Regions from separate parts of the Mus musculus genome. Here regions 1 and 2 are each linked to region 3. A link is a contact called in public HiChIP or PLAC-seq and Micro-C data. All regions are on one chromosome and are shown on one strand. Each heading gives the region's core, a stretch centred on a gene start, on an enhancer-like site or on the middle of the called end of the contact. The rest is flanking DNA. Distances are from core to core; before and after follow the strand shown. Region 1 holds the start of Chst15 (carbohydrate sulfotransferase 15). Region 2 overlaps Lhpp (phospholysine phosphohistidine inorganic pyrophosphate phosphatase). Region 3 has its middle 28 kb from the start of Gm35147.

Region 1 (2,700 bases), core at 35-2,534, 180 kb before region 3:
ACCATCACCACCCGCCACCGCCGCCCCCACGGCTTAGCTCAGAGCTGCCTCGTTCTGCTCTCTGCTCCCCAGCTGGCGGGAGACACAGCTGAGACTCCCTAGTCAGGCCGCTTCGGGGACTAGGGTACAGCGACGATGGGAAAAGCGGCGAGTAAAAAAAGTTGAGACTGATCCCTCGGTTCCTCCCAGGCCTGTCCCCACGGTGTCTCCTCGGGAATCTTGCTCCCACAGACGCTGACGCCTGGGGCTGTTCCCCGAGACCCACACGAGCCTTCCCACCCAGAGCGGCAGTGCGGCTAGAGCCCGGATTCCCGAGGCGGCTCCGATTGGTACCCAGAGACAGTGGCAGATGCCCACGTACCTGCCCCAGGCTACGCCTGGAAACTTCCCCTAAAGTGTGCGGGGGAGGGGCAGTGAACACGACTAGGGGAATCCCGGTCCCCAGCTCTGCCTGTGGAGAGCTCGCTCCAGAAAATCGCCGATCTGTCTATTCATTGGCCTTATATCAGTCGTCCTTCCCTCTCAGTTCCTGGCCGACCCAGGGTCGCGCGAATTCTGACTCCTTGGGGCGGTTCTGCGGGACAGCTAGCCGGTGCGTGCCCCGCGGCGTGCGTCCTCCGCCGGCCTCCAGCTGTCCACAGCGCCACCACGCCAGCACCCGGTCCTCTGTCTTGGAGCTCGGACCACATTCGCTCTGTCTAGGGAGGGGGCGTGTGAGCCCCGGCTCCGCCACCGGTAGTCCTTCCCGCAGGGTCCCCAGGCGTGCTGGGCACCTAGAGCACGGCCAGGACCGCGCAGCGAAAAGGACGCCTCCTACAGGGGACCGTGCCTGTAGCGAGGAGGCCTGACCGAGGGGTGCGGGCCCAAACCTGCCGGAGCTCGGCGCGCTCCAAGTTCATTGTCTGCCTGGGCCGCCGCCGCCTCCGCGTCCGGAGCCTCCGCGCAGGGAGTGAAGCTGCACACAGCCCTGGCGGTCCGGACTCCCAGCGCCCATTCCCCGCCAACCTGGGCGAACCCGCAGAGGGGCACCGGGACCCAGAGCCAAACCTCCGCCCGCCGCTACTCGCCACCCCCTGCCCAGTCACCCAGAGCCCAACTTGTACCTGAAAAGCCCAAGACGATCTCGGAAGCCTCTGCAGCTCCGACTCCGCGGGAGCGCGCGCCCAGCCCCGCGCCTAGCACCCCGCACCCAGGGCGCGTCAACCTGACTCCCCGAGCGCTGGGAGGAAAAGTTTGGGAGTGACTTGCAGATGGCGAATGAAACCTCTGAACAGAACCCTCCCCCCGCCCCATGTCGCGCTGACACACATCAGCTCGAGTCTGGAATGCAAGATCAAGGCGTGCGCGCCCTGCTGAGCGGTGGGTTTGGTCCCCGCCCCCTCGCCCAGCAAGTAAATACAGTTTGTGTATTGCGGTGACTCCGACAAGACAAAACCGAAACCTGGTGTGTGTGGCAGTGACCCGGCTACCAGAAACAGTTTTAAGGAACTTGGCAGTCTAGAGACAGCCCATACATTGATATTCAAGGCCACTGACGCGAGTGGTTTCGGCGCCCTCTGTTGTATTTTTGCATTCTACAAAGGCTGCCTAGCTCTTGGGCCCTGTAGGTTTGCTTCTTCTGAGAGGTAAGGTTCTACAGGACCCCGAGTACCACTGCCGCAGTGGCCTACTGGGACTGCTTCAAGGAAAGGCTCCAGTGATCGGCTGTGGGCTGAAGATGAAATCAGTTAACATAAAATATGACACCTTAAACTCTTAAGACTTGTTCGGGACAGCCTTTGGAGCACCAAACCCCAGACTCTGGGGAATAGGATAGAAGCCACAGTCTTGGGTCTGCCCACGTTCCTATGGCCAGAGTCCAGCATCTTCTTTCTTGAAGCAACCGGGAAAATGCTCCCTAACTGTAAAATGCTGGCATATGTGCTAAAGGTGATTCTAGAGAACGGGAGCCCCTTTCAGTCTTGTTTGAGGTTCCCACCTCACCCCCCAAAGTCCTAGAGTTCTGGTTCAGCATCCACGGCGACTGAGTCAGAGGTCACAATCAGAGGGTCACGACTGCAGATAGGAACCCTGGATGACAGGGGAGTTCTTAAAAACCACTGTCTAGCTTCCCAACAAATACTGCCTCTTATATAAAAATCTGCAAAGAAAGATTAATGAAGCAGTGAGACTGCCCTCCCAGTCGGTAGACTGGATTGCTTTTCCCCCCATGTAGACTTGGCTTAGTGATTTGGAGGTCTTTATTATTTTTTTTAAACAAAAACCTTTTTTTTTCTAAAAATACAATGAGCTGGTTTTTGCAGAGTTCACAATTCCCAATAGATAATGATGCCATTTTTCATGGTCTTACACACGTTGTGGCTTTGGGGTTTATTTATTAGCTCCGGAGAAAAGACTGCCTTTCAGTAAGGTTTATATATTCGAGTAATTGCACTGGGACACAGTGCAGGTTGCTGTTTAAGAGGGTGGGTTGTGCAGGCGCCTACAAGCAAAGTCCTGGGCCAGGCAGCTGTCAGACCAGGGCATGCGGCCGGTTTAAGCAAACACAGTGAAGGTTCTTTGGAAACAGCAAGGAGGAAATCCCTTCCTGTAAGAGTGTGTGGAACATGATCCCTGGGCCACACGTATGGGGACTTTCCAATACATGCCCCATTATGGGGATAGCGCTGGGCCCACCCAGATGACTTTCAAATTCAGGTG
Region 2 (2,700 bases), core at 182-2,681, 150 kb after region 3:
GACTAGGAGGATGGGGAACGAGTCAGACTAAAGCCACATGCAATTGCCTACGTTATTCAGAGCATCTGACAATTTATACTCTGAGGGTTAAGAGAAATCACATGAGTAACGTTTTCATGAGTTTGAAAGCTGCATACAATCATGAGAACAAGCTACACGTGGCAAAAATACATTCTCCATAGAGGCTTATCAAGTATGGCTTCAATGTCTAATTGAGTAACAACAGCAAGCAAGAATGAGTATTGGAAGTAACCTCACTCCTAGCCGCTATACCTGGGAGGAGCACAAAACACTTTCCAAGAATAATTCCATGTTTTGAAGAAATTGAGGTCATAGAGTCTTGTCTTGTTTTCTTGGCATTTTCTCACAAGCACTCAGCGTTCTCACGTGACTCCATTCCTGGACCGTGTTCCAGCACATGCACATGGAAAGGTGAAAAAGAAAAGACATTCGTGAGATCGGATCTGCTATGTATCCTCAGCTGACCTAGAGTTCACAATCTTCCTGCCTCAGCCTCCTGAGTGCTGGATTACAGGAGTGACCCCACCAGGCCTGGGGCTTGTATTATTTTACCACTGAGCCTCCTATCTCAGGGCCTCTGTCTTAGCTCCACGAGCAGCTGTTTATAGTAGTCGTCTCCAGTCTTTTGGTGAGTGGTGTTTGTGTTCTAGGCATTGTGTAAGGAATGGTGTTGTTTATGTAGTGTGTTACTTTGCCCTAGATATGGGTGGTTTTGATTGCTTTGACTATGTCACAGGCGAGGAAGCTGAGGTCTAAAGGCTTACATAGAGCAAAGTCACTTTTAGAAATCAGAGAAGGAATTTCAGTATTGAAGACAGCCTACATCCCCTGTTCTCGGATCCTCAGCTCGCATGCTGAGTTAATGTCCCCTGGACGGAGAAGGAAGGGAAGACTGACGTGGGTGCTCAGACTCCCCTAATAACTCAGAACTTGGATTCCTGTGCCATTTTCTGGGTTTCAGTGAACCTCATCTCTGGAGGGTGATGGCTAAGCCACCTTCTTGCCTCCTTGGTCACGTGGCTTTGCTCAGAGAGCCCCAGAAATGGATGACATTGCAGCTAGGACTCTTATGTACCTCGAGGGAGGCCTTGGTCTGATGTGGATGGGCTGTGGGTCTAAGCACTGGGGCTAAACCGAGGAACCCTCCGAGGAGCTGAGCCTGCGCTGTCTCTGGGAGGTTGGGAAGACATTCTTGTCTCAAGGAAGCAGCTGGTGCCTGTGAAACCTGGCACCTTGCCTGACCCCAGCTAATAGGGATGTCGCAGGCTGCTGTGGAACTAATGGAGCACTCTCCTCAGGCAGCAGTTAGGGGTTAATTATTAGCAATTAGGGAGTCAGCACATGCTCTGGGGGGGCTGCCGTCCCTTCCCGAAACACGGGTCACTTGTCTTCCTCTGTGTTAGTAACGGGATCCATCTGTCCCCCTTGGGTTCCTGGTTAATCATTGTGGTAGGGGTCCCTACAAGGCCAGCAGCAGGGGGCTAGTGGCTGAATGACCCATGATGCCCCACTGCCGCTGGCCCTCTGCTTCTGCCATGTGGCCTCTGTCGGTTACTCTCAGCATGGCATCGGGACTGGCCTGCACCTGTGGCTCTCTGTGAACCCCCTTCCCTTGTGCTCTCTTGCAGACGCTATTACAAGGAGACCTCTGGCCTGATGCTGGACGTTGGAGGTTACATGAAGGCGCTCGAGGTACCTGCCCTGGTGCTGCCCCAGGCCCTGGCTTTCTGGAGAAGATGGTGTACTTTATAGACAAGTAGCCTCTCATGTTTCTGAGTGGAGCATCCTGTGTGGGGCTTGAGCCACACCCCCGTCTCCTCTGTGGAAGTAATGGAGGTCTCTCCTCAGGCAGCAGTTAGGGTCCATTATCTTGATCATCACACAGTCATTATGTATGTATGTGTCATCCCTCTGACCCCCAGCCAACCTCTGGGTGCTCTTTCCCAGCATGCTCTTCACCACTCTGACTCATGGCTTTAGTGTCTCTTCAGATCACCTGCTTCCTTCCCAGCCCTGTAACCCCTCAGGCTGTGTGTCCTCCCAACTCCTCTCCTGAGATGACTTTCCAGGTTATAAAGCCTTCTGTGGCAAGACCTCCAGAGTCCACTGTGACTGGCCTGTCAGTTACCCCTGCCCAGATTCCTGCTAGACCATGTCCCAGCTCCACAATAGTAGCAGCCCCTGTCCACCTGTGCCCAGGCGAGAAGGGTGAGCAGGTGGGTGGATTGAATCCTAGACACACTTAGGAGGGCCTTTGATCTACTTGGAGGTGGGTAGCAGGGAGAGGCAAGAGATGGGATTGTAGCTGAACAGGCAAATGAGAGCCTTGGTCTCCTGTCCCTTGGGAGACTCGTGGTTCTGCTAGGTAAGGTATGCCACTTGCTGTGGGCACTCTTGAAGTAGGCGGCAGAGCTGGAGGTAGGTGTCCTAAGCATTCTAGGCAGCAGCCTGTTGTGGAGTTGTGACACGCTTGCCTGTGAGAGGGTTTGAGGCCCATGGCATCCTGATCATCATGAGGCGGTCAGTCTTTCCATGTGTGTCTACTCCCGTGTTCCTGATCTGAAACTCATACTGTGTCTTCTCTTTGCCAGTATGCCTGTGGTATCAAGGCTGAAGTGGTGGGGAAACCCTCCCCTGAGTTCTTCAAGTCTGCTCTACAAGCCATAGGGGTGGAAGCCC
Region 3 (2,700 bases), core at 195-2,694:
GGGTAGCTGAATGAGAGCCTGGGGACAAGCTAGTAAGCAGTGCTTGCTCACAGTTCCTGCCTTGGATCCCTGACTGACCTCCCTCAACGATAGGCTGTGACCTGAAAGTATGAGCTGAAACACCCCCAATCCATTCCCAAGTGGGCCCTGTTGGGAGGGGTGTCTGTCTGGAAGCCTTTAGGGACTCGTGGGATCAGGCATAGCATCTCAGCAACTCCCAATGACCTAAGCTCTTACTCTCCAGAACTCAGCCCCTTGGTATGACCATGGGCTGTGACTCACTGCCCCTCATGCCTGACCACCTGGTTTTTCCCTCGATGACCAAAGCCCGCCTCTCCTGTTCTATTCCAGGACCCACAAGCATTATCCAGCATCTACACCCTGTCCTGACAGATGGTGAGTGGGGCTGGATCGAATCAATGAGAGAGCAGATTTCTGAAACCCATTTGCAAGACATATTCCTCATAGACACAATATACTCTGCAGATGTTTTCAACACAGCACAGGCTGTGCTCAGGACTCTCATGGACTATATGTTCTAGTGTACCCTGAAGCATCTGCCTTGACAGGGACAGGCTCCAGGACATCACAGAGAAAGATAGAGCCCTGGCACTGGTGGGAATCTACCTAGACCCCATGAAGAGCCCTAGTCCACTGGGAAATCAACAGACTCCAACACAGTGGCCTCTCCATCCTGTTGCCCCTTCCCTGGGCTCCTTCTCTGTGTAGCCTCGAAGAGTGAAAGAAGTCTCTCACCTTGGTGTCTTCACTATGAGGGATTCACCTCTCCACCCCTCACCACTCTCTGTCCTCTCATATCCAACATTGCCTGCTCCAGAGTCACTGGAAATTCCCATAAGGCATAAGAGTGTCTGCCATGCTGTCCTTTGAACCTTCTATGGCTCCCACTTCTTAGAAAACCAAGCCTACCATCTTCAGTCATAGAGCCTGGCCCCATTACTCCCTGGGTGCACACACACACACACACACACACACACACACACACCCTCCTGGGTCTCAGCTCTAGTATGTTTGTTCTGATGGGGTTCCCTTCTTTCTTTCCTTTTCTCTCCTGTAATGCATCTGAAGTGTCCTCCTCCTGGCCACAACTCTAGATTCATTCCTTATCTCCCAGGAGACTGAAGGCCCACTTTGAATTCCAGCTCTCTTCCTTTTATCTTTCCTCCTCCCCTTGTAAATTCCCAAGGGAAGAAGGGGCCACCAGTCTCCCTCTTCAAGGCCCCAGAGTCAGTTAAGGCGTGTACCAACTGCTTCAACAGAACAACTCAGAATCTCAAGACCCCTGCCTGCATAGTGACCACCGAGGTCTCATGCCATGTACAGTGTCCATGTTTCTCCCAAGTAGCCTTCCCCAGAGTCATTCTGACACCCAGTCCCTCCCAATGAGCCTTGAAGTGCTCTAACTGCATTTAGTTAGCAAGAACTTACCACTTATCTCACACTGGGGAAGTGAGACTATAACCATGTGGTGGGCACTGCTGCCTGTTGATAACAGGGAAAAACAGATCTTCTCCAGATACATGTGTGTACAAATGAGGCCCAGGAAGTGTGCATGGAATGTACACACAAAGAGGCTAGAAAGAGGCTTAAGGCAGGCAGCAGGGAAGCTCTAACGATTATGTGCTAATATGTGCTGGGTACAGAGAGACAAGGACTTTAGAGCCACATAGTCGGGTAGCGATCCCTGACCTGAGCATAGACAGTTCCAAGCCTGGGCAGTTCATGATTAGCCCAAAACCTTGTCTGATATTTTCATGAAATGAATTAACACCCACTCTAAGACCTAATACAGAGAGTTATTCAAGAACAAGGAAATACTGGTATTTACCTTATATGATGCTATCATAGGAAACCAGAACCTCAAATCCCTTGGGCCTCTTGCCCAGTTATAAGTGGCCAAGCCAGAACCTATCCCAAAGCTGCACTCTCACCAGGACTGCATACAGCTCCTCGGGTCTTTCCAAAGGTATTCCTCCAACCTCTCAGCTCGAACCCCAGTAAAATACAAAGAACCTAGAGTCCCTCCTGGACTCTGGTCTCCCTCTGACCTCTCACCTACAAAACCATACGTTATCAGCCAAACACAGAGGCCTCCATCCACATCGCAGGCTTCCTGTTTACAGCCCTGCCTCCCTGACTGGTCCCCCTCCACTTTCCATCACTGAACCTGTACAAGCTGTATTCACCACTGATCATCCTCCACATGCTCTGTCTCCTCAGAGTCAAGACTGCAGACCAATTCCCATCTCTCCTTTCAAGTCCTCCCTCTATGGGCTCACACAGCAGATGAGTCCCACCCCCACCCCCACTAGACTCACCGTAGCAAAAGAAAGCAAATCGGAGTCCAGGCTACCGACAGCCAGACACACACCTGGCCCTGGAGGCTCCTACCTGTCTCCAAGAATAACAAGCATGATTGCTCAGCTGATAGGGTACCGACATTCAGAGCTGACCCAGGAGAAAGCCTGGCAGAGAGGATCTGGGGCAGTCAGGTACCACCCTTCCAACCGACAGCCGCCTCGTGCAGATCCTAAGAGATGTTCATGCCCTTCCTCTGTACCAGGCTTGTTACTACTTCTCAGTCTAAGGATGAGGGAACGTGTGAAAATATAAAAGGCATGCCTTCCTTCTTGGAGAGGAGCTGGGTTCTTTGGAACATTCTCATGTCACCAGCACGAG

Evidence for each region. Hi-C and Micro-C count contacts between places; a contact is called where the count stands out from the background. HiChIP or PLAC-seq counts read pairs in DNA pulled down with a chosen protein or histone mark.
Region 1: an H3K4me3 HiChIP or PLAC-seq map of fetal liver shows a contact between it and region 3, with 2.6 times the contacts expected there. The contact joins the promoter of Chst15 here to the enhancer-like site in region 3. A contact is called at or near these places in 3 of 484 Hi-C or Micro-C datasets (centrocytes, nephron progenitors and neural progenitor cells), 15 of 115 datasets of contacts at active chromatin or transcription factors (craniofacial prominence, embryonic forebrain, embryonic hindbrain and 7 more) and 3 of 9 other capture datasets (adipose tissue, liver and pancreatic islet).
Region 2: a contact with region 3 is called in a Micro-C map of the G1E-ER4 cell line, with 2.9 times the contacts expected there. The contact joins two enhancer-like sites. A contact is called at or near these places in 5 of 484 Hi-C or Micro-C datasets (B cells, the G1E-ER4 cell line, adipose-derived mesenchymal stem cells and 2 more).

What each region holds. Positions count from the first base shown.
Region 1 is chr7:132,315,944-132,318,643 of GRCm38.p6, forward strand. It overlaps Chst15 (carbohydrate sulfotransferase 15), which reads right to left and starts at 1,285. Exons shown (of 8, transcript NM_029935.6): 1 at 1,104-1,285. Gm10584 (predicted gene 10584) reads left to right here. Exons shown (of 1, transcript NR_028578.1): 1 at 1-2,348.
Region 2 is chr7:132,639,875-132,642,574 of GRCm38.p6, forward strand. It overlaps Lhpp (phospholysine phosphohistidine inorganic pyrophosphate phosphatase), which reads left to right. Exons shown (of 7, transcript NM_029609.1): 4 at 1,650-1,713; 5 at 2,613-2,700. Among named protein-coding and RNA genes, the nearest start is that of Lhpp, 31 kb to the left of the region's middle. Within about 2 kb of position 1,432, at least 17 of the 459 cell types and tissues checked have an H3K27ac peak or open chromatin away from gene starts, as enhancers often do. A contact at or near this core is called in the G1E-ER4 cell line, where this site is marked.
Region 3 is chr7:132,492,332-132,495,031 of GRCm38.p6, forward strand. No RefSeq gene overlaps it. Among named protein-coding and RNA genes, the nearest start is that of Gm35147, 28 kb to the left of the region's middle. Within about 2 kb of position 1,445, at least 18 of the 459 cell types and tissues checked have an H3K27ac peak or open chromatin away from gene starts, as enhancers often do. A contact at or near this core is called in the G1E-ER4 cell line and fetal liver, where this site is marked.